7 separate regions of the Mus musculus genome follow, and all the other regions are linked to region 5. The links are chromatin contacts, called in public HiCAR-type, HiChIP or PLAC-seq and promoter capture Hi-C maps. All regions are on one chromosome and are shown on one strand. The core of a region is the stretch at or near the end of the contact, and the rest is flanking DNA. Distances in the headings are between cores, read along the strand shown.

The links. Promoter capture Hi-C pulls out the DNA fragments that hold promoters and counts their contacts. HiCAR-type assays count read pairs that join an accessible place to other places. HiChIP or PLAC-seq counts read pairs in DNA pulled down with a chosen protein or histone mark.
Region 1: an H3K27ac HiChIP or PLAC-seq map of embryonic stem cells shows a contact between it and region 5, with 2.7 times the contacts expected there. The contact joins the enhancer-like site here to the promoter of Tars in region 5. A contact is called at or near these places in 3 of 39 promoter capture datasets (the 3T3-L1 cell line and hippocampal neurons), 1 of 484 Hi-C or Micro-C datasets (nephron progenitors), 6 of 115 datasets of contacts at active chromatin or transcription factors (astrocytes, double positive thymocytes, embryonic forebrain and 3 more) and 1 of 9 other capture datasets (liver).
Region 2: a contact with region 5 is called in a HiCAR-type map of astrocytes, with 3 times the contacts expected there. The contact joins the enhancer-like site here to the promoter of Tars in region 5. A contact is called at or near these places in 2 of 39 promoter capture datasets (the C10 cell line and hippocampal neurons), 2 of 115 datasets of contacts at active chromatin or transcription factors (astrocytes and embryonic stem cells) and 1 of 9 other capture datasets (adipose tissue).
Region 3: a promoter capture Hi-C map of embryonic stem cells shows a contact between it and region 5, with 7 times the contacts expected there. The contact joins the promoter of Ttc23l here to the promoter of Tars in region 5. A contact is called at or near these places in 10 of 39 promoter capture datasets (the 3T3-L1 cell line, 3T3-L1-derived adipocytes, embryonic stem cells and 3 more), 2 of 115 datasets of contacts at active chromatin or transcription factors (bone marrow-derived macrophages and stem cell-derived neural progenitor cells) and 2 of 9 other capture datasets (embryonic stem cells and liver).
Region 4: a promoter capture Hi-C map of pre-B cells shows a contact between it and region 5, with 3 times the contacts expected there. The contact joins the enhancer-like site here to the promoter of Tars in region 5. A contact is called at or near these places in 4 of 39 promoter capture datasets (the 3T3-L1 cell line, the C10 cell line, liver and 1 more), 2 of 484 Hi-C or Micro-C datasets (CD4 T cells and liver), 3 of 115 datasets of contacts at active chromatin or transcription factors (astrocytes, double positive thymocytes and pancreatic cancer cells) and 2 of 9 other capture datasets (adipose tissue and liver).
Region 6: a contact with region 5 is called in a promoter capture Hi-C map of cranial neural crest. The contact joins the enhancer-like site here to the promoter of Tars in region 5. A contact is called at or near these places in 3 of 39 promoter capture datasets (the 3T3-L1 cell line, the HPC-7 cell line and cranial neural crest), 1 of 15 datasets of contacts at CTCF or cohesin (stem cell-derived epiblast-like cells), 4 of 484 Hi-C or Micro-C datasets (embryonic stem cells, neural progenitor cells and palatal mesenchyme) and 6 of 115 datasets of contacts at active chromatin or transcription factors (bone marrow-derived macrophages, embryonic hindbrain, embryonic limb bud and 2 more).
Region 7: a promoter capture Hi-C map of the C10 cell line shows a contact between it and region 5, with 5 times the contacts expected there. The contact joins the enhancer-like site here to the promoter of Tars in region 5. A contact is called at or near these places in 7 of 39 promoter capture datasets (the 3T3-L1 cell line, the C10 cell line, cranial neural crest and 3 more), 4 of 484 Hi-C or Micro-C datasets (the N1E-115 cell line, cortical neurons, palatal mesenchyme and 1 more) and 4 of 115 datasets of contacts at active chromatin or transcription factors (astrocytes, embryonic stem cells, large pre-B cells and 1 more).

The regions. Positions count from the first base shown.
Region 1 is chr15:12,245,632-12,248,331 of GRCm38.p6, forward strand. The region is part of intron 7 of Mtmr12 (myotubularin related protein 12); the gene reads left to right. Among named protein-coding and RNA genes, the nearest start is that of Mtmr12, 42 kb to the left of the region's middle. Within about 2 kb of position 1,415, at least 81 of the 459 cell types and tissues checked have an H3K27ac peak or open chromatin away from gene starts, as enhancers often do. A contact at or near this core is called in astrocytes, embryonic stem cells and hippocampal neurons, where this site is marked.
Region 2 is chr15:12,347,809-12,350,508 of GRCm38.p6, forward strand. Golph3 (golgi phosphoprotein 3) reads left to right here. Exons shown (of 4, transcript NM_025673.2): 4 at 1,560-2,700. The coding sequence ends at 1,984. Among named protein-coding and RNA genes, the nearest start is that of Golph3, 28 kb to the left of the region's middle. Within about 2 kb of position 1,338, at least 13 of the 459 cell types and tissues checked have an H3K27ac peak or open chromatin away from gene starts, as enhancers often do.
Region 3 is chr15:10,557,297-10,559,996 of GRCm38.p6, forward strand. It overlaps Ttc23l (tetratricopeptide repeat domain 23-like), which reads right to left and starts at 1,373. Exons shown (of 13, transcript NM_001378877.1): 1 at 1,299-1,373; 2 at 286-357. The coding sequence starts at 1,354.
Region 4 is chr15:12,379,511-12,382,210 of GRCm38.p6, forward strand. The region is part of intron 20 of Pdzd2 (PDZ domain containing 2); the gene reads right to left. Among named protein-coding and RNA genes, the nearest start is that of Golph3, 59 kb to the left of the region's middle. Within about 2 kb of position 1,256, at least 9 of the 459 cell types and tissues checked have an H3K27ac peak or open chromatin away from gene starts, as enhancers often do. A contact at or near this core is called in pre-B cells, where this site is marked.
Region 5 is chr15:11,398,252-11,400,951 of GRCm38.p6, forward strand. It overlaps Tars (threonyl-tRNA synthetase), which reads right to left and starts at 1,407. Exons shown (of 19, transcript NM_033074.3): 1 at 1,235-1,407. The coding sequence starts at 1,288.
Region 6 is chr15:10,504,987-10,507,686 of GRCm38.p6, forward strand. All of the region lies in intron 11 of Ttc23l (tetratricopeptide repeat domain 23-like), which reads right to left. Among named protein-coding and RNA genes, the nearest start is that of Rad1, 20 kb to the left of the region's middle. Within about 2 kb of position 1,320, at least 19 of the 459 cell types and tissues checked have an H3K27ac peak or open chromatin away from gene starts, as enhancers often do.
Region 7 is chr15:12,277,727-12,280,426 of GRCm38.p6, forward strand. No RefSeq gene overlaps it. Among named protein-coding and RNA genes, the nearest start is that of Gm52210, 42 kb to the right of the region's middle. Within about 2 kb of position 1,430, at least 6 of the 459 cell types and tissues checked have an H3K27ac peak or open chromatin away from gene starts, as enhancers often do. A contact at or near this core is called in pancreatic cancer cells, where this site is marked.

The DNA.
Region 1 (2,700 bases), core at 165-2,664, 850 kb after region 5:
ATTTTCTTCTTCCTATGCTTGTCCAGGCTGCTACCAGAAGATGCCACCCACATTTACCGTGTCTTCCTACTCCAGATGTGATCAGGAGTGCCCAGAGCTTGTGTTTTAGTTGATTTCAGATATAGTCACGTTGACAGCCATGATGAGTCATCACAGAGCCCATGGGCTGGAGTTATGGGCATCTGTGAGAGGGCTGTGAAGTGAACTCCGGTCCTTTGGAAGATCAGCACACACAGCTGGGCTTAATGACACATGCTTTTAATCCCAGCACTTGGGAGGTAGAGACGGGTGAATCTCTGAGTTTGAGTGAGCCTGGTCTACATAGCAAGTCAGGACAGCCAGGGTAAGTGCCCTTTGTTCAGAGCTGAGAGAAGGGGAGAGAGGGAAGCCTGGTAGGTAGAACAGCCAGGTGCCCTTCATCAGCGGGGAGAAGGGGGGAGTAGAGGACGAGGGAAGGGATAGTTGGATGCTTCCTGGGGAATTTATTCTTTCTGATTGTGAGAACACTGGGGGGAGTTTGAGCAGAGGAGGGAGTGATCTGGCCCACATTTTTAGGATGACTCTGCTGGTCTGTTTTTAGAAACTTGAATCTTATCACTGGGAGCAGAGCTTCCTACTGTGCTGACAGCTTCATAAAGTACTGTAGGTTTATAGCACTTTTTACATTTGAGTGTCTCAGGTTTCTTCAGTATATCAGTTTTGATTCAACCTGAAACATGAACAGGGTGGGTTAGAAGGAGAAACTGTACCATCGTCAGAACTGGCTGTACGGTGCCACAGGCCAACTACTTCTCTTTTGGAATTTATTCCTAAATCTTTATGTCATTGTACTCTGTGGAGATAAAAGAAGGTGTGTGGCCCTGTGGGATGTGTGCTTTACAGAGGGACCCATGAACTAGTGCTGACACAGCGTGATGTAGCTCTGTCCTGGGCTACCCTTCCCAGATTACAGCTGTGCCTGAGTGGATTGCCCAGCTTCCATAATGAAGCTGCCCTGAGACAGGCTCTTGCCTCAGAACTCAGCCTGCTTCTAAAGGGACTGTTTTGAAGAGGAAGAAGTAATTGCTCATAGTCTCTGGGGACTGCCCGGGATCTGCCAGAGCTAATCGGGACAGGTGAGCTCACCCTCCACCCTGCGCCTGGTGTGGTGCTCAGTGTTCATGAACAGAGGCTAATCTGCTAGACGGTCGGTCTGACGTGTTAAATGGGTTTGTGTGAACAGGTTTGTATAATGGAATTAACTAGAAAGGTGACACTGTAGAATATTCAGTCTTACTGGACGGGAAAGGCATGCAAACCTTTTTAGGACCAGGGGCCCACTGCAGCTTTATGGCATGTGTATTAAGGGGGGCACTGAGAACTCCTCTGGTGATGGCACCATTCAGTCAGTGCTTCCCAGAGATATCTCAGTCCCCACAGAGCTTGTCAGGAATGCAGGCGTCACTGAGTAGGTGGGGCTGAGCCAGTCTGCTATGCCCTCATAGCATGACATTGCAGAGCAGAACTTAATCCCCTGTGCTCCTGCAGAGCTTTGAGCTTCTGATTTGTAGTCATGGGGACAAGCCTGGATTTTGATAATTGTCTAATCCTTCCCTGTGCTTTTAATGGGCATTTTGAGTTTAAAGGTTATTGATCTATTGAAATGTTTTTACTTTAGTGACTCCCTAAAGAAACCGTAGCTTACTGTCCACGTGCTCAGGCAAGTATGTAAGAAAATGCAGTAGCTCAGTATTTCAGAAGTCAAGGTCACAACGCTGTTAGTGACTGGAGGACCTTAGCCACAGCCAGTGCTTCACAGGCCTGGGTGTATGTCAAGGTCTCATGATCTTTCTTCTTTTACAATTGTCTGTGGGGGGGGGGGTGTGGAGAGATGACTTGGGAGCTATGAGCACTTCCTGCTCTTCTAGAGGACCCCAGTTTAGTGTCCTACGCCTGTGTCTGGCTGGCTAACAACTGCCTGTCACTCCAGCCCCAGGGAATCTGTGCCACCAGCACCCAAACACACGCGGCATATAATTACACAGACCTGCACATACATAGAAAAATAAATTGCTAAAAGTATCCTTGAGGTTTCTTTAATACAAATTTTGAAGCATTATAGCAAAAACATGTATGGCAAAGCTCGTTTTACCCATTGCTTGGGCATGACAATGACGAAGTCAGAGCTAACCCTGTCTTCTCTATACATCCACCCGCTTGTTCACCCTCTGCACTGTTGGGAAAAGAATTTCAAAGCTCATTTCATTTATGTTCAGTGTATATTACAAAGAACAAAGGACTGCATTGTTTTTAATAAGCATAGCATGAAAACATCATACTTTTCAAATTCACACTACTACTTTTTGTTTGTTGAGACAGGGTCTTCCTTTGTAGCATGTGTCCTGGAATTTTCTATGAGGACCAGACTGACCTCATAGAGATCTACCTACCTCTACCTCCCAAGTCCTAGGATTGCAGACCTGTGTTATGCCTGTTCACACTGCTTCTTTGATATCTAATTAGTATTTCAAATTCCCCAGGATTTGGTTTGCCTTGGAGTGGAGGGAAGTTGTTTTGCTTGTGTGTGTGTCTCTGTGTGTGTCTGTTTTGAGACAGGGTTTCACCCTGTACCCAGGCTGGCTACTTAATTGCTAGAGTTATAGGAGTACACCCCCAATTCTTGACTCGCTTTTATAAGAATTCTTTTTTTAAATTTATTGT
Region 2 (2,700 bases), core at 88-2,587, 950 kb after region 5:
TATTTTATGTCTTTGAGGCTCCTGAGTGAATGTATGTGCACCTTGTGCCTGCAAAGGCCAGTGGGCATTGCTTCCCCTTGGAAATTGGAGTTGTAGGTGGCTAGGAGGCACCTGATGTGGGTACTGGGAATTGAACTCTGGTCCTCTGCATGAGCATCATGTACTCTCAACGCACTGAGCTCCTGTCAAGGATATTCTTTACTGTTGATGATGCAAGTAAAATTGTTTCTGTGGCCGTCTGAACAGTAACATATTCCAGGGTGCCACAGACCACTAGCTCTTCCTGGATAATAGCAGTGTTCTGTGCTATCTAGTGAGAAATTAATACTTAAAATAATACTTAAAATGTAGCTTGTAAAACTGAGGAGCTGAAAATTTTAGTACATTTTTAAATTTATATTGCTCCATGTTACTGGATTCAGTAATTCTGCTTAAGGTTGATTCTCTTAAGTGTTCCAAAACGTCAGCCTTAAGAGTCTTTACACTGACTAAAGGTGCTTGTGGTTAATTTTCAACATGCTCTAGTTTAGAAAAGTACTTTGGTTTTTTTTTTTTTTCCCCTAAATTGCAAATAGAGTTGTCATTGGTGATTATTTGGAAATACAATTAAACTTGTTACATATAATCTGAAAGATACTAAAGTTATTGATACTACTATCTGATACTAATTTTTTAAAGGAAAATAAATGATTTTAATGGAAAATGCTTAGTTTAATTAAATTTTTGTCTCAAAAAGAAGTGTTTATAGATGCCAAACTTAAGAACTGTGAAAATAATGCTGGACAGTGGTGTACAACCTTTACTCCTCTGCCCCTGGGAGGCAGGCAGAGTCTGGGTTCTAGGCCAGCCTGGTAGCTGATGATTTCCTGGACAGAAAGGGCTACGTAGAGAAACCCTGTCTTCAAAACAGAACAAAAAAATGTGAAAATGTTTTATTAATCCACACAAATTTTGCTATATACTCTGTCTTTGTGGCAGTTTCAGGATTAGCTTATAATCAGAGCCATGTTTTCCTTCTGTCTGTTGAAGATTGGTATTTGTAGGGACTTGACTTTTCTGCTTTTATAGTGTAAAGGGGTTTTATTTTTTATTTTTTATTTATTTTATTTTATTTTATTTTATTTTATTTTTTAGTATTGACTATTGGACCTGGAGCCTTGTGATGTTTTTATACTGTAGAACAACAGTCTTTTACCATGTAGGCCGTGTGCTTCCACACTTGAGCGCCTCCTGCCTCTCTACCTGGTGCACGTTTGCCCCTCCACATTCTGCTTTACTGAGTGCTTCTTGACAGCAGCCAGAGCTTCATTTCCCTTGTAGATCAAGGGTGACTGTGGCTTGAAGATTACTTTCAGTTTAGACTTTTGAGTGACTGCTGTGTCTGAGAATGTGTGGGCTGCCTAGATGTTCCCCAAATGTCTGGACTCCATGATCTAGTGTGGAAGGGGCAAGAATAAAAGTTCTGTTGCTTATCTAAGACTGTGTGTGTACAATTTGTTGCTGTTGTAATTTAGCAAATAATACCCACCATTCCTAACTTTTGGAATGTTTTTATTTAGGTGAGACGTGGAATCCATTAAAATTGCATTATCAATTAAGAAACGTACGGGAACGATTAGCTAAAAACCTGGTAGAAAAGGGTGTACTGACGACAGAGAAACAGAACTTCCTCCTGTTTGACATGACGACACATCCTCTCACCAATAACAACATTAAGCAGCGTCTCATCAAGAAGGTACAAGAAGCTGTTCTTGACAAATGGGTAAATGACCCTCACCGAATGGACAAGCGCTTGCTGGCCCTCATTTACCTAGCCCATGCCTCGGATGTTTTGGAAAATGCGTTTGCTCCTCTTCTGGACGAGCAGTATGATCTAGCCACCAAGAGAGTACGGCAGCTCCTTGACTTAGACCCAGAAGTGGAGTGTCTGAAGGCCAACACCAACGAAGTTCTCTGGGCTGTGGTAGCTGCGTTTACCAAGTAACTGTCAGAATTCAATGTTTCCTTTTTCTCATGTGAACCAGTAGTTTTTCTTCTATTGACTCTGGTTTTCTGCAGTTTGTACTTTCCCACACTAATAATTGGCTTTTGTTCTACAAAATGGTGGGTGGATATTTCTTTTTGTATGTACGCAGGATTCTGCTGGTACGAGAGGCCTTCCTCTTTCTGTTTGTAACCAACCTTCTCGCCATATTGGCACCCTACCCCCTGTTGCCACTCTCACTGTTCCTGTTTTGGGTTTCTGGTGTACTGTGACCTTCAGAGTACCTCCAGCCCCCACCTCATGCACAGCGTTCTATTACCTCAGCTTGAGTCTCCCACATGTGCTTATTCACCTGGCCTTCTGCCTGCAGTTCAGACAAGTCACAGCCAGGCCTTCAACTCACCAAAGGCAAACATCTGTATCTATTAGGACGTTTTATACACAAACCTCAGTTGAGATGTATACTTAGCAAAATTATTTTTCAATTGAAACAGCACAGTAAATACATAATATAAAATGCCCCTTGAATTTTTGCTTCCTTTGTAAATCTGTTGTGTGATTACAGTTGTTATAATTTTAGCTGTTCAATCATAATGGTCCAATTGTTTCACAAAGCCAGTTTGGGATGGGCTGCATTCCACTAATGCTGTATATAGTTTGAATTATATATGAATCGCCCCTTCTTCTGGCCACCTCTGCCTCATTTTAGTATTGAA
Region 3 (2,700 bases), core at 123-2,622, 840 kb before region 5:
AATAATGCTTTATTTTTGTAAACCTTCATATTTTTGTAAATCTTTATTTTTGTAAATCTTTATTTTTGTAAATCTTCATAAATTAGAAAAGAAATTTTTTTCGTCCCTCTTTGAGAGGTTGTCAACCTGACTGGATGCTTAATATTAACATACAGTCCAGCTGTGGACCTTTCTCTTCTGTGGAAAGTGCTCACAGAGCTCTTGACTTGGGCTTTCCTTAAAATGGGAAGTCCTACCCTTTCTGGCCAGTGAGCTGCATCTTGTCAAGGCACTGTCAGTACTTACAGGTGGAAGCAGAAGTCCCAGTCGGCGTCATTGCTAACAGTTGGAATGCAGATGGGGTTGGCTTGCATCTTCCTACCAAGAGTCACGTGTGAGGTAAGCTTTGGGGGAAAGGGCTTAGACATCTGTTCTAATTGCCCTCCGGTGGATGCTACTGACTTTAAATTAAAAGTGCTAAATATAAATCTACAAACGGACTATGCAGACCCATGTTTAGAGACTCCTAAGAAAAACTGAAGGTGCTTATCAGGGTTAGATTTAGTTTCCCTAACTTCTACTCTAGATTACATCTCCAAAGTTCTTTTAAAAGCATTTCTTAAACCACACACCTTTTACCTCTACTGGATCATCCAAACTATGGCGACCTATTCAACCCAAATATTGTTTGGCTGCGCTAAGGAAAAGCCAAATAAAAAATTTCTTTTCCAGGAGTCATGTCACTATTTAATCGGAAGTTCTAGTTAAGAGGCTAAAACTACTTAGGCTGCTACTGTCAGCTGTTGACTAAGTGACCCCGTGGGAAGATGCGGGATGTGGTTAATAATTTGTGGAATGTATTTCTCTATATTATCCCTAACCCTTAAATGCACACCTTACTGATTAATAACACCATCCAAGTCGTACCCTGAAGAATACTGTGGTAACTTTCCTTGATCCAGGCTCCAGAACACCCAACTTTGGGGGGGAAAAAGGGTGGGGTGGGGATAGGGGGTGGACAGAAGGGCTAACTTCCCTTTTCTAAGTCCTACTTTTTTCACATTCTGAACTCTCAAAGCCCCACACACAGTTCCCACGCAGTTGCACTGGATCCTGGATGGACTAGGACACCACACTTGGCCCCCCTCTAGGACAAATCTCTCGATGCTCATCCCTGGCATTTCTATTGTTGCTTCCTAACTGTGGACGCCCCTGGAGCTCGGCTACCATCTTCCCTGCCTGCGTTCTGGGCCCCTGCTCCAGAAGCTGGTGAGCTCTTCTGGCTCACTGACACAGAAACACCTTCCCAGCCTGCTCACCGGGCCAGGCAGTTCAGACCTCTGCTACCTCGGGCCTGTGCGGGTGCCCGGGCCATGAGGAGTCTCGCTGAAGCTGGGCTTCTGGATCTGGAGACAATGCGTTGCCATGGGAATGGAACACTGCCTTAAGGTTGATGCAGGGAGCACCAAAAGGAGGCACTTTCGGCCAGCCAAGGCAAACCCTGGCGTTCATCCTTACTGCTGCTGAGTGGTCTTGCAGTGCCTTGTCGCACAAGGACATTATTTCTTGAAGATGAAGGAAGATCCCGTGGAAGAAAGGAAGGAGCTGCAGGCTTCAGGGGCCTGATGGTTTTAAAACTGCCATGTCTATGCGAGTTTTCAGCAATGATTGGCTAGCCAGTCCTCCCCTTTCCTGAAGCAACGTTCATTCTCCAGGTGTTCTAGGGTCACGGTCAGTGTTACCTCCTTGGGTAAGGGTTAGAGTCACGCTTGTTGAAGAAAACAGTACAGGGAGATTCAGGAATGGGCCAATACATGTCCAATGGTTAAGATTTCAGGGAGAAAGGCACATGTGGCAAACACCACACGCAGGTTTGTACCACAAGGTCACAGAGCACACAAGAGCACACTCGCTGTGGCACACATTTGAAAGTGATATAATGAATCATACTATGCACTAGGCTCTTAACAACTGAGCAGGTAAGTCCCTCCTGTTTTAAAAAGAACGCCTGTGGAGAAAAGCAATTCACAGTTATTTTGTATGCTTTGCATTTGTTCTTACGTATCTGGAGTGGAAATTCATCACTGACTCTAGAATGTCAAGAAAGCCTTTCGAGGCAGGAGGATTTAACTGAGTTTGCTTTCGTATGTGATAAACGCTGATGGTCTGTCAATCAAGGGTTAACTCTGTACCCTAAAGTGCCTACGTCTGGAAAGATCCCAGCCTGTCTTTTTCTCTGGTTTCTAAGAGAAGCTTCAGCATGAAATGATGGCCAGAGTGATAAACGTGGTTTCAGGATGGGAGGGTTGCCGTTTTGACTCCTAGGTTTGGTGTAGGTCCCATCCAGTGGGTATCCGTTGCTTTGACTACACTATAAGTGTACATGTACCCTTTGCTCTCTAAAGCTTCTTTGGTTCTAGGATTCTATGAAGATTTTTGTGACCCCATGACTGATATTTAACATTTTAAAAGAAGAGTCTATTTTTATATTATCTAAGACTCATTTCCCTTAATAAAGTCAGACACCATCAAGTCAAAATCTTAAACCTGTGAAGGGAAAGTTTCTTTATTCCAAATACTTGTTTTTGCCGATCATTGTGACTGTTAGTGTGGTACCAGAATTGACACTAAATTCCCCTTCCTAAAGGTGATGATGAGTCTGCCTCCATTTAACTAGCCCTGAACAGAAAAGAAGCAAGTTGCTTTCATCTGCAAAGTTAC
Region 4 (2,700 bases), core at 6-2,505, 980 kb after region 5:
TGGCTACCCTCACACACCTCTTTAGGGTTTTTCTCACCATAGTTCTAAAGAGTCCTTGGAGGCTTTCACCGTCACTCCTGGTTTTAAGAGTGGCTGACCAAGAGAACAAGTCAGAGCTGCCTGGGCTATAGGTCAGCCCTCATCGGCAGCGTAGCTATAATCAGGTGGCCATGCTCCTGCATCCAAGGGTGAATCAGTCTTCATTTCTGAAAACCATCTCAGGAAAACTGTGTGTGCCTACACATATCTACCAAGTGCCTACTTGCTAGGCATAGATATTCATACGTGATTGTTCTTAAGAGACTCGCCTAGGCTCATACACAGAACACATACCATTTTACTATGTCTAGTACACGGAAGCCTCACAGAGGCCTCAGGTCGAGCCCACGAGGCAGGCCATCGGGTCTTGAGTGACTGGCCTGGAGTCACTGCCTTCATCAGAGACTGGACTTGGACCTGACCTGTGTATGATGCCCACGTGCTGCCAGCCTGGTATCATTTGTAGACATTTTTCTAAGACGCAGGATTTTAAAAAATTAGTATCTATATATTTTTTCTTTTTAAAGATAATTTTTAAAAAGATTTATTTATTTATTATATATAAGTATACTGTAGCTGTCTTCAGACACACCAGAAGGAGGCATCAGATCTCATTACAGACAGTTGTGAGCCACCACGTGGTTGCTGGGATTTGAACTCATGACCTCTGGAAGAGCCATCAGGGCTCTTAACCGCTGAGCCATCTCTCCAGCCCTACTATCTATATATTATGCGTGTATATGTGTGGGCACATGGTGCCATGGCACATATATGGAGGTCAGAGATCACCCTGTAGGAGTCAGTTCTCTCCTACCATGTGGGTCCCAGGGATTGAACTCAAGTCTTCAGGCTTGGCAGCAAGCACCTTTACCTGCTGAGCCATCTCAGGGGCCCAAAAAGCAAACTTGTTTTTGTAAGGATAAGAAAGAATTCTTTCTTTTATCAATTATGTGTTCAAAAAAAAAAGTTAGATTTTGAAGAATATCTTTCCTTTACACTGGAAAGCAGTTAAGCCATCTGTGATGAAACTAGGAGGAGGAAAGGCCATGCCACGTCAAGGTCTCTGCTGGCCCTTTTAGCTGAGAGAATGAAAACATCACAGAAAGACAAAGACACTAAAAACTGTAGGAGTTAGGTAATTTAACACGTGGGTCAAACACTGGAGTTATACCTCCAAAGCCCTAGAGGGCGCCAGAGCGCCATTACTCCAACCCTCTCTGGCTCCTTGCATGTAAGAACTCAGTGATAGCCAAGCACAACATGTTCAAAGGTTACTTATGTATGAACTGTAGCACATGAATTAATACATATTAAACATCATCAGTTCCTGGCCCGGGTATTTATTAGTTGCTTCTTTCTCCAAGGCTTATTACTGGAAGGAAGTCCAGAGAGGACAAACAAACACCTGCACTGGGTTGGAATCGAGCCGGAATAGGCAGAAAGTACCTGGGAACAGAGTGTATGTCTTTTCTTTGGCTCTGGGGCTGGAAGGGTAAATGAATCTCTGGTCCGAAGAGCTTGCCTGTATAAACACTTCCTCAAGGTATAATACCCCAGGACCAGGAAAATTAGGCTGTCTACAATAATTCCTTGAGTGGATAGATTGAGGGTTTTCTGCATTGTTTCAAATAAGGAGGAGATGGGTTCTGGTGATAAAATAAAGTAGTCCCTTGGCTGTTCTTCAGTTCTGAGGACCATGTGAATCCCAGGAGAACATCCAGAGAATCATTCACAGAATGAGCCCTCGTGGGCTCTGGCTTCAAACGAAGGCGATTTTGAAAGATGACATCCTGAACTTCATGGAACCCCATGGGACTCAAACGGAACCCCTTTTAAGTTAACACACTTCGCTGTAAAGTCAAGTTTCTAATGAAAACTGTTTCCTTTAACGTTTCTTCGGTAGCGAATGCTTGTGAACTGAACTTGAAAGCTGGAGCAGAAACCATGGTAATGGACTCATCACAGACCGAGGAACTGCTTCCGGGGGCTGCATTTTTGGTAGTCAACAGTGTGTAGATAGAAGATAGGTGTGGTAGTGTGCCTGTGATTCAAGCACCTAGGTCTGCCTGAGGCAGGGAGCTCACAAGGTCTAGGTCAGCATAGGCTATAAAATGAACTTTGCCTTAAAAAACAAAACAACAAAACAACAACAACAAAACATGCCTGGAGTGGCTATTCTACAGTTCCAAATTGTACAGTTGTAGGACAATCCCGGAGCTGGTAAGGTGGCTCAGTGGATAAAGACGCCTTCAATCTGAGTTCAATTCCCCCAGAGAAAACTGCGTATGGGAGCTTGTCCTGTGACTTTGGCATGTGACATAGCCACACAAACACACAAGCGCACACACGTCACATATATGCAGACACACATACACACATGTATACATACCACATGTATGTACATCAACATGCACATACACATATGCACACACCACACATATGCACACACATGTATGCCCACACATATGCACACACACATGTATGCACACACATATGTTCACATACACATCTATATACACACACATTAAATAAGATATAATGACAATTTATGGAACTGCCTTGACGAGGGAGCTATCTCATTTTTCTATTATCACAGATTCCCCAATCCTTCAGGGGTCCCCCCCCCACGTTATTACTTATTTAGTTTTTACTTTTCCTTGT
Region 5 (2,700 bases), core at 157-2,656:
ATCTAAATAAAAAAAATATTTAAAAAAAGACAGCAGGGAAGGAGGCAAAGGGGTAACCAAGTTATAAAACCATAAAACACCTTAAAAACATAAGGAAATAGGAACAAAATCTATCCATGTATACCTGTCATTCATCGCCTTAAATCTGTAGCTTAAAGCGCATACACAAGCATTTTAGTGATTTGCCCTATCAGGATGGAAACTCCTCTTGATGAAGACCCTAGCAACCGTCAGCAATGGTTACCTAGACAATCTGTCATATGGCCTCACCCCTTTCCAATGTTCCTTAAACCCCCATGCCATGTCACTTTTTGACAATACAATACATACATAGCACCTCCCTACAAAACTCCTGCACGTAGAGAATACTGATAGCCTCAATCGCTGCACTTCCCTCCCGTCTCTCCCTGTACAGCCGGGGCACAATTCATCCCCTGAACCTGGACAGCCCTGCCCTGCCTGATTTACCTGACCTCATTTTTCCAAACCCAATAAAACAGTCTGACTGTGCTTCTCTATAACTCAACCAAGCTAATCAGAGAAGTACGATTTTCCAGTCCTGCACATTTGGGGAGCCCCCAAAGTCAGGAATCGATCTTAACTTGTGTAGCCACCTGGACTGCCTGACTAAGTGCCAGGGCAAATAAATACACAGGGGACACAGGCACAGTTGGCTGTAAAAGAGGGGTGGGGCAGAAAACACGCCAGTGTACAAATGCTGTTCCTAACCAGTGGGTGACAGCCCAAAGCAAAGTTTAAAGGGGATGTGTGTGAAGTTATTTAGGTCGCTTCCAGCACCTGGCAGACAGAGGCTTTAATTTCAAAACAGTCTGTCAATGGGGGCATCCAGCCTTATTTAGCACCCAATCTTGGGCAAACTGGATCTGATCGCGGGGACTGGCTTTTCCTTCCTAACTAGAGCTTTTTGCTCCACGCAGTTTAGGATTTTAAAAAGTTCTTCAAATGTTCTTCCCGCTTATTTTAGTGAAAAAATACAAGCGCGGGAGTCTAAGCCCCAAATGCTTACTATCTGAGCAAACCACTCAGTCTCAATTCACAGATCTCTAGGATGAAGATGCCCCCCCACCCCCCAGACCCTGCCAGCAAGAGTTCCTAACTTATTACCCAGGGCCCCCAATACCGACTGCTCCCTGCTACTTTCCACTCCTGCCCCGCCGGGCAGTGCCGGCTCCCAGAACACATCCGCTCTCTGCACCCCACGGCGCCTGCTCACCGGCTTCTCGCCGTCCATCTTCCCCGAAGGGCTGCTAGCCTTCTCCTGCGACATGGAAGGACCACAGAGAGACAAAACCCGTGAGCTGCACCGCAGAGAAGACCCCAAGCCGGCGGTGTAGACCTACAATTCCGCACTGCGCGTGCGCCACGTGGCCACAGGCGGAACCAGCTAACCAGCTGATGCAACGGGACTCCTGGCCCCGCCCTACCTGGACACGAGGCCAATGGGCTACGCGGAGAGGCGGGTCCTCCCTTTCCTTGGCCAATAGAATAGCCGAGAATGACGAACCCTTCAAGAAATCCCATTAGTTCCAGACTGTGTAGTGAGGCGCGCAAGCGCACTCTTCCCCTTCTGACTGTAGCTTGCATGGCCTTAGCGGCCACCGTAGTGAACTTGAGCTGCTTGGACTGAGTTTCCCGGAATTGCTGGATATGGTCTCTGGCGCTCTGGTTTATCTCAGATGCGCTCTACCTGGAACGTTGGCTGATAATCTGAAGCGATGACTCAGCCTTCCTCATGAGAATAGGACCGATTTGCTGTTTGAGGGACAAGCGCCATTGATCAAAGCTTTCTCAGTGTCTCACGGAGTTTTCCCATAGACGGCACAGAGATAAAATTAACTTTTTACTTGAAGGAATAAACTCCACACAAAAGTCATTGATATCACGGGAGCTCGAGATTAGATTTTTACTACTTAAGCAAAATGCTTAGCAGAAAGTTCTAGTTGGCCTGCTTATCCTAATAGCAGCTGCCAGTTTTTGGGTTGTTCTGTGTTTTTTCTTTGCTTCACTGTGCAGCCAGGGATAGCCTCGAACTTGCAATTTAGATCTGGCTAATCTGGGAGCCTTCTGCAATAGCCACCCAAATTAGAGGATTACAGGCGTTTGCAACCATGTCCACCCAATGTCCACACCACCACCAACCTACACACACACACACACACCAGCCGAGTAGAATTGAGACAGGGTCTCACTGTATGTATAGCCCGGCTGTCCTGGAACTCGCTGAGATCCACTTGAATGTGACAAATGCCTCCTGGGTGACTCTTCAAGGAGCAGGTTCCCATTTCCAAGGAACATATTGTCCAGGGAAACAATACATTTCACAACGGCCTCAAAAAACATGAACTATCTTGGAGTAACTCAAACAAGACAAGTGAAAGATTGTACAAGAAAAACTTTAAGACAATGAAGAAAGAAATTGAGAAAATTTCAGAAAACATAAAAATCCCCCCATGTTCATAGATAAATACAGTAAAAATGGCCATTCTACCATTCTACCACAGGCAATCTACAAAGTCAAAGCAATTGCCACCAAACTTCCAACACAATTCTTTACAGAACGTAGAATGTTAAGTTTTAGATACACACACACACACACACACACACACACACACCACAAAATCACGATGGCTAAAACAATCCTGAAAAAAAATGTTGAAGGTATCACTATCACCAACCTTG
Region 6 (2,700 bases), core at 70-2,569, 890 kb before region 5:
ATTATCTCCAAAACTCTTTCCAAGTCTCATTGTTTCATATACACACATTCTGTAGATTGTTTTATCCTTCTCATGGGCTTCGGAAGGAATATTTCTCCTGAGTCCTTGCTCCAAACAGCCAACAGCTTACTAGATATTGCCAAATGGGTGTACAGGGAGTACCTCAAACACAGCACAGGCAACGTGGAAATCATTATCTCCCTAAGTCTTATGTATCTCTCCTCCAGGATGGTCTCCTCTGCCAGCACTGCCCATTACATATTTATCTCGTTTTCAGGCCGGGGACTTCAAAGCCAACTTGAGTCTTGCCACTGACATACTTCACATCTAATTGGTTTCAACTCAGATGGCAGAATGTTTCTCAATATATCGTCAATACATTCCTTTCTTATAGCTTAGGTACTTAGGGGTCTCAGCATCCTTCTCTTAGGCTATTGGATCTGCCTGCCAGTGTGCTCCTTACTTCTCCCTACTTGTCTTTCACATCCATTGCTATTGAAGTTCATGTCTGAAAGCTGATAACTGTTATCATATCCTGTTCGAAGTTCTTCCATAGCTGCCTTCTGTATAAGTCTGAACACGTAGTATAGTTTATGAAAACCCCATGGTATGGCCCAAATATTTCACCTCAAGTTTATCCACAGCTTGCTATTATCTATGAACCTTAAAGTGTAACAACTCACGACAGCAGTTTCTTCACAACAGTGCTTACCGAGGAACACCCACTCTGGCTTCTTTTCTATCTGTGGTTTCAGTCATCTATCTATGTTTGAAGATACCCTACCCTTCCTGCATGCCGTTTACACTCACAGTTTTGGCTTCACAACGTATTCCCTATCGTTTTTTATTTATAATTCTATTAAAACATACTACAGAGTAGTTTCAAACTGGTTCTGTGTATATTTTCTCCAAAAGGAACGTCTCTTGGACACATTGAGTATTTCTTGTTCTTTAGGAGCTTGACCTACGAACGATTAACCTGAAGTGCATCTGTGACTCAGGTAGAAACTTAACAACTTCCAAGTTTATTTACAAATCAGAAGTTCTCTCTGTCTTTTCTAACCACTGAGATCTTAAGCGGTGCCCTTGCAACTGTTGTTTTGCTCTGGAATTAACTCCTGCCCCAAGCAGCCCGTTCTGCTCTGACTTCTTTGCAGAGCCTCCATAGGACACGACTTCAGGCTGCTGGCTATGGCAGTCCAGTGTGGATTTCACTGAGTTCCCGGAAGGAGGTGTCACAAAGCACACGAGAGCACACTGGGACACGAGCGGGGTCCCAGGACATCTGGGACTGATTGTTCCAGTGCGATGCTGAAGCCGAGAGAGCAACTCCTGCCCTGCTTTTGGCCATCTGGGCTTTGGCAACTGCCCCATGGCTTTGCTCAGCAGTTCTTGGGAAATGAGATACGGGCTTGTTTCACAGAAAGAAAAACGTTTATTGACGCAATATCTACTACAGCAGAGGACTTCAAAAGACTCTTCTTTTCCCCTTATATGGGCTCTAGCTAGGTCTATATCTCATTGTCTTAGCAGAAAGAGAGCAATTAGAGACTTACAGTAAAATCCCAGCAGCCTTGCCTCTTCCTGGACAAATTAATGCTAGAAACTCAGTTTTCAGTGTCTCCACATGTAAAATGGGTTCTGGAGTACAGCCTGCTGAAGAGGCCTCTCTATATGCGGATGGAAACCCTTCAAAGCCAGGTTCTTTACATAGTGAAAGAGTAGGAACCTGAAATCTCATCAGCTTAAGTTCAAGCATGTAAAGAAACAGACTGCCTGGCGTCTGCATTGGCTTCCACAAATGTCCCCTAGTTTCTCCTCGTTTCACGGCACTGGTCACCTTGAGGCTACTGAGAAAACATATTCACTCCATTTATCTTGCATTCTTCCTTTTGGAAAGTTAGAGATACATTTTATTAACTCTTGGAGTATACATGATGTTTTGGCCATCTTATCTCTTACCCCTTCTCCTCCTAATCCACCTCTCGTCTTACCCACCTGGCTAACTTTGCATTCTCCATTTTTTAAAGCATTAGAGTCCTGCTAATGGCTACGTAATTTTACATGTATGTCTTTAATTTGTACAGATCATGCATGCTGTCCTAATTCATATGTACAGCTGCTGTAGACAGAGGACACGGTTGCCCTGTAGTCATCCAACCATCCCTGCCCCTTACAGTCTTTCTGCTCCCTCTTCTACAATGGTTCCTAAGCCCTGGGAAAAAGGGAGCATGTGTGGATGTCTCCTTTAGCTGCGCGCCGAGCAGTCACTTACTCAAAAAGGACAAATGGTTTACTCAGGTTCATGTGTTGCCCAAGTGTAAAGTGGGAATATTCCTTACCTTATTCTTAATAGAAAACACTAATATGGCCATATATATGACTCGTTTAAACATTACAGTTCATTATGTCTACCTTTCAGAAAAAGAATCACTATCATTATTGACATGTTATTATGATGTTGACAATAAGTGAACATTTAAGATTTAAGGCTTTCCTGAACCCAACAACTATATATGTTCTCATTAATTAATGCAGAGATGAGAGGGAAGCGTGGTTATTATAGTGTTGCATAACTGCAGGCTAAGGACATTAAGTATGAAAGAGATCTGAGAGTTGGAGTCTTGAGTTGTGAATCTGATTTTAGCATAGAAGCTAGACTTCTGCCTTCAGAAGCCACACTCTAACATTAGACAGACC
Region 7 (2,700 bases), core at 180-2,679, 880 kb after region 5:
ATGGCCTCACAACCCTCTGTGATTCAGCTCTGGAGGGTTCAATGCCTCTGGCTTTTAAAGACACCCGGTGCCTATACCCATATGCAGACACACACAACTGTACCCTGTGTTACAAATCCGTATAACGTATACAAGTCTCAGCCAGGGTTACTCTACCAGAAGTAACTCTGTGGAAGTGAGGTTGACTTGCAACGGAAAGTTTCTGCAGAGGATCTGTCTTTTAAGATGGTTCTGTAAATAATTGTTTTCCCAAGGACTGAACGAAGCAGAAATGCAGAAGCAGGGCTTAGCCTTTCTTGTTCTTGACTATGTTAGAGGTGAGGCTTTGGGAATGTAAAGTAGCCTTTCGCCTGTGTTCTGAGTGTACACATCAAAGGTGGTAAATATGGAGCATATAGTTTCCCCTTATGGAGACTAGTGAGAGACTAAAGTAGCAATACATTCAAAGTGAAACTTGGTGAACCAATGAGTTTATTGGGGTTAGTATGGAGTGGGGGTGAGGCATTACAGAAACAGGGACAACTCAAAAGTGCTGGAAGCCAAAGTCCGTCCACCCCACATGAGCAACCTGGAGATCACTGAATTATTTGTAGGAAGCTCAAGAGGTATGAGTCTTCAATGTTCTTTAAGGGGCTGGCCCCTGGGAGTTTGACCATGTTCCAATGACTATATGGGCAACACAAATTGGATTTATAGGTTTTGCTTGTTTTTGGTGTGTGTGTGTGTGGGAGGAGTGCACAAAGGTGGGAAGAATGGGAAGCGAACATGATCAGGGAACATTATGCAAAATTCCCAAATACGTAATAAAAATATTATGTTGGGAAAAGTTATTTTCCCTCAGAGAGGGAGGGAGGGAGGGAGGAAGGGAGGGAGGGAGGGGGGGAGAGAGAAAGAGAGAGAGAGAGAGAGAGAGAGAGAGAGAGAGAGGTCTTCCAGGCTGCTTACTACTTATTTAACCTTAGGGATGGAGGGGCTTTGTGGATTAGTCAATTTCAGGAACTTCCTGAGTTGTTTTTCCCCAGTCAATTTCAGGAACTTCCTGAGTTGTTTTTCCTCAGTCTTAAGAAACAACCACATAGGGGCTGGAGAGATGGCTCAGTGGTTTGGAAGAGCACTGACTGCTCTTCTAAAGGTCCTGAGTTCAAATCCCAGCAACCACATGGTGGCTCACAACCATCTGTAATAGAATCTGATGCCCTGTTCTTCTGGTGTGTGTGAAGACAGCTACAGGGTACTCATCATATAAATAAAATCTTTTTTTTTTAAAGAAATATTCCTTTACAGTTGGTTCTCAGCCTTCCTAATGTTGCGATCACACAGGTGTGGTGACCCACAACCATAAAGTTATTTTTGTTGCTAGCTCATAAGTGTAATTGGCCACTGTTATGAATCATAGTGTAAATATTTTTGGAGATAGAGGTTTGCCGAAGGGTTTGTGCTTCCCCTTCTTGAGCTTTAAGAAGCTTCCTTCCTCCAGAGTGGAATGTTTAACTCAGAAGAAACTGCTCCACAAAAGCAGAAGACTGGCTGTTCACCTATGGTCAGGATGGGTTAAGAGGAGAGGGAGGGAGCCAGAAGGAGGGTGTGAGTGAATGTCTGCTCTCTCGGCCTTTCTCTTTTTCCCCCTTGAATTCCACTTGGACCCTTGCCTGTGTGATGGCACTAATTTTAAGATTTTCTCTCCTTGGTAAATCATGTCTGGAAACAGCCCTTAGACACAAAGTAGAAGTGTGTCTGACTCACAGACACTTCTCAGTCTAGTCAGGCTGACGATCAAGGTTAACCATTGCCCTAACTTAGGTCAGTTTGTGACATGCTATAAAATATACAAGGAGTGCATGTATGATTACAGTTACTAGACATTCTGTCATAGTTATGGCTGCAGGGCTCCTTTCATCTCAGAGAGTCTGTCCTGGCTAGTTTTATGTCAACTTGACACAAAGTAGTTATCTAACAGGAGGGAGCTTCTGTAAGATCAGGCTAGAAGCAAGCCTGCCGGGCATTTTCTTAATTGGTGATTGATGAGGCGAGCCCAGCCCATTGTGGGTGATTCCATCCCTGGGATGGTGGTCCTGGGTTCTATAAGAAAGTAGACTGAACAAGCCATGAGGAGCAAGCCAGTAAGCAGCATCCCTCCATGGTCTCCAGGTCCAGTCCTGTTTGAGTTCCTGTCCTGACTTCCTTTCAGTGATCAACAGTGCTGTGGAAGTGTAAGCCAAACAAACCCTTTCCTCCCCAGTTTGCTTTTGGTCATGGTGTGTCATCACAGCAATAGTAACTGTAACTAAGACAGAGTTGCATCAGAGTCCTACTCTGTGGCCTTCTGGCTGCTGTGGCTGTTGCCTAGCAGATTGTTTAAGATCTGTATGTCTTAGTTTGGTCCTATCCGAAGCTGACTCTGATACAGGAATATGGGTACAAGTAATGTCTTTATGTAGCAGTCCTGAGGAACACTGAAAGAACAGAGAGCCAAGAGAGCAAAAAGAAAGCAGACAATAAAAAGTACACAAATGGGCCTGGAGAGATGGCTCAGAGGTTGAGAGCACTGACTGCTCTTCCAGAGGTCCTGAGTTCAAATCCCAGCAACCACACGGTGGCTCACAACCATCTATAATGAAATCTGGTGCCCTCTTCTGACATGCAGGCAGAACACTATGTGTAAAATAAGTAAGTGTTTTTAAAAATACACAATTGAGCGAC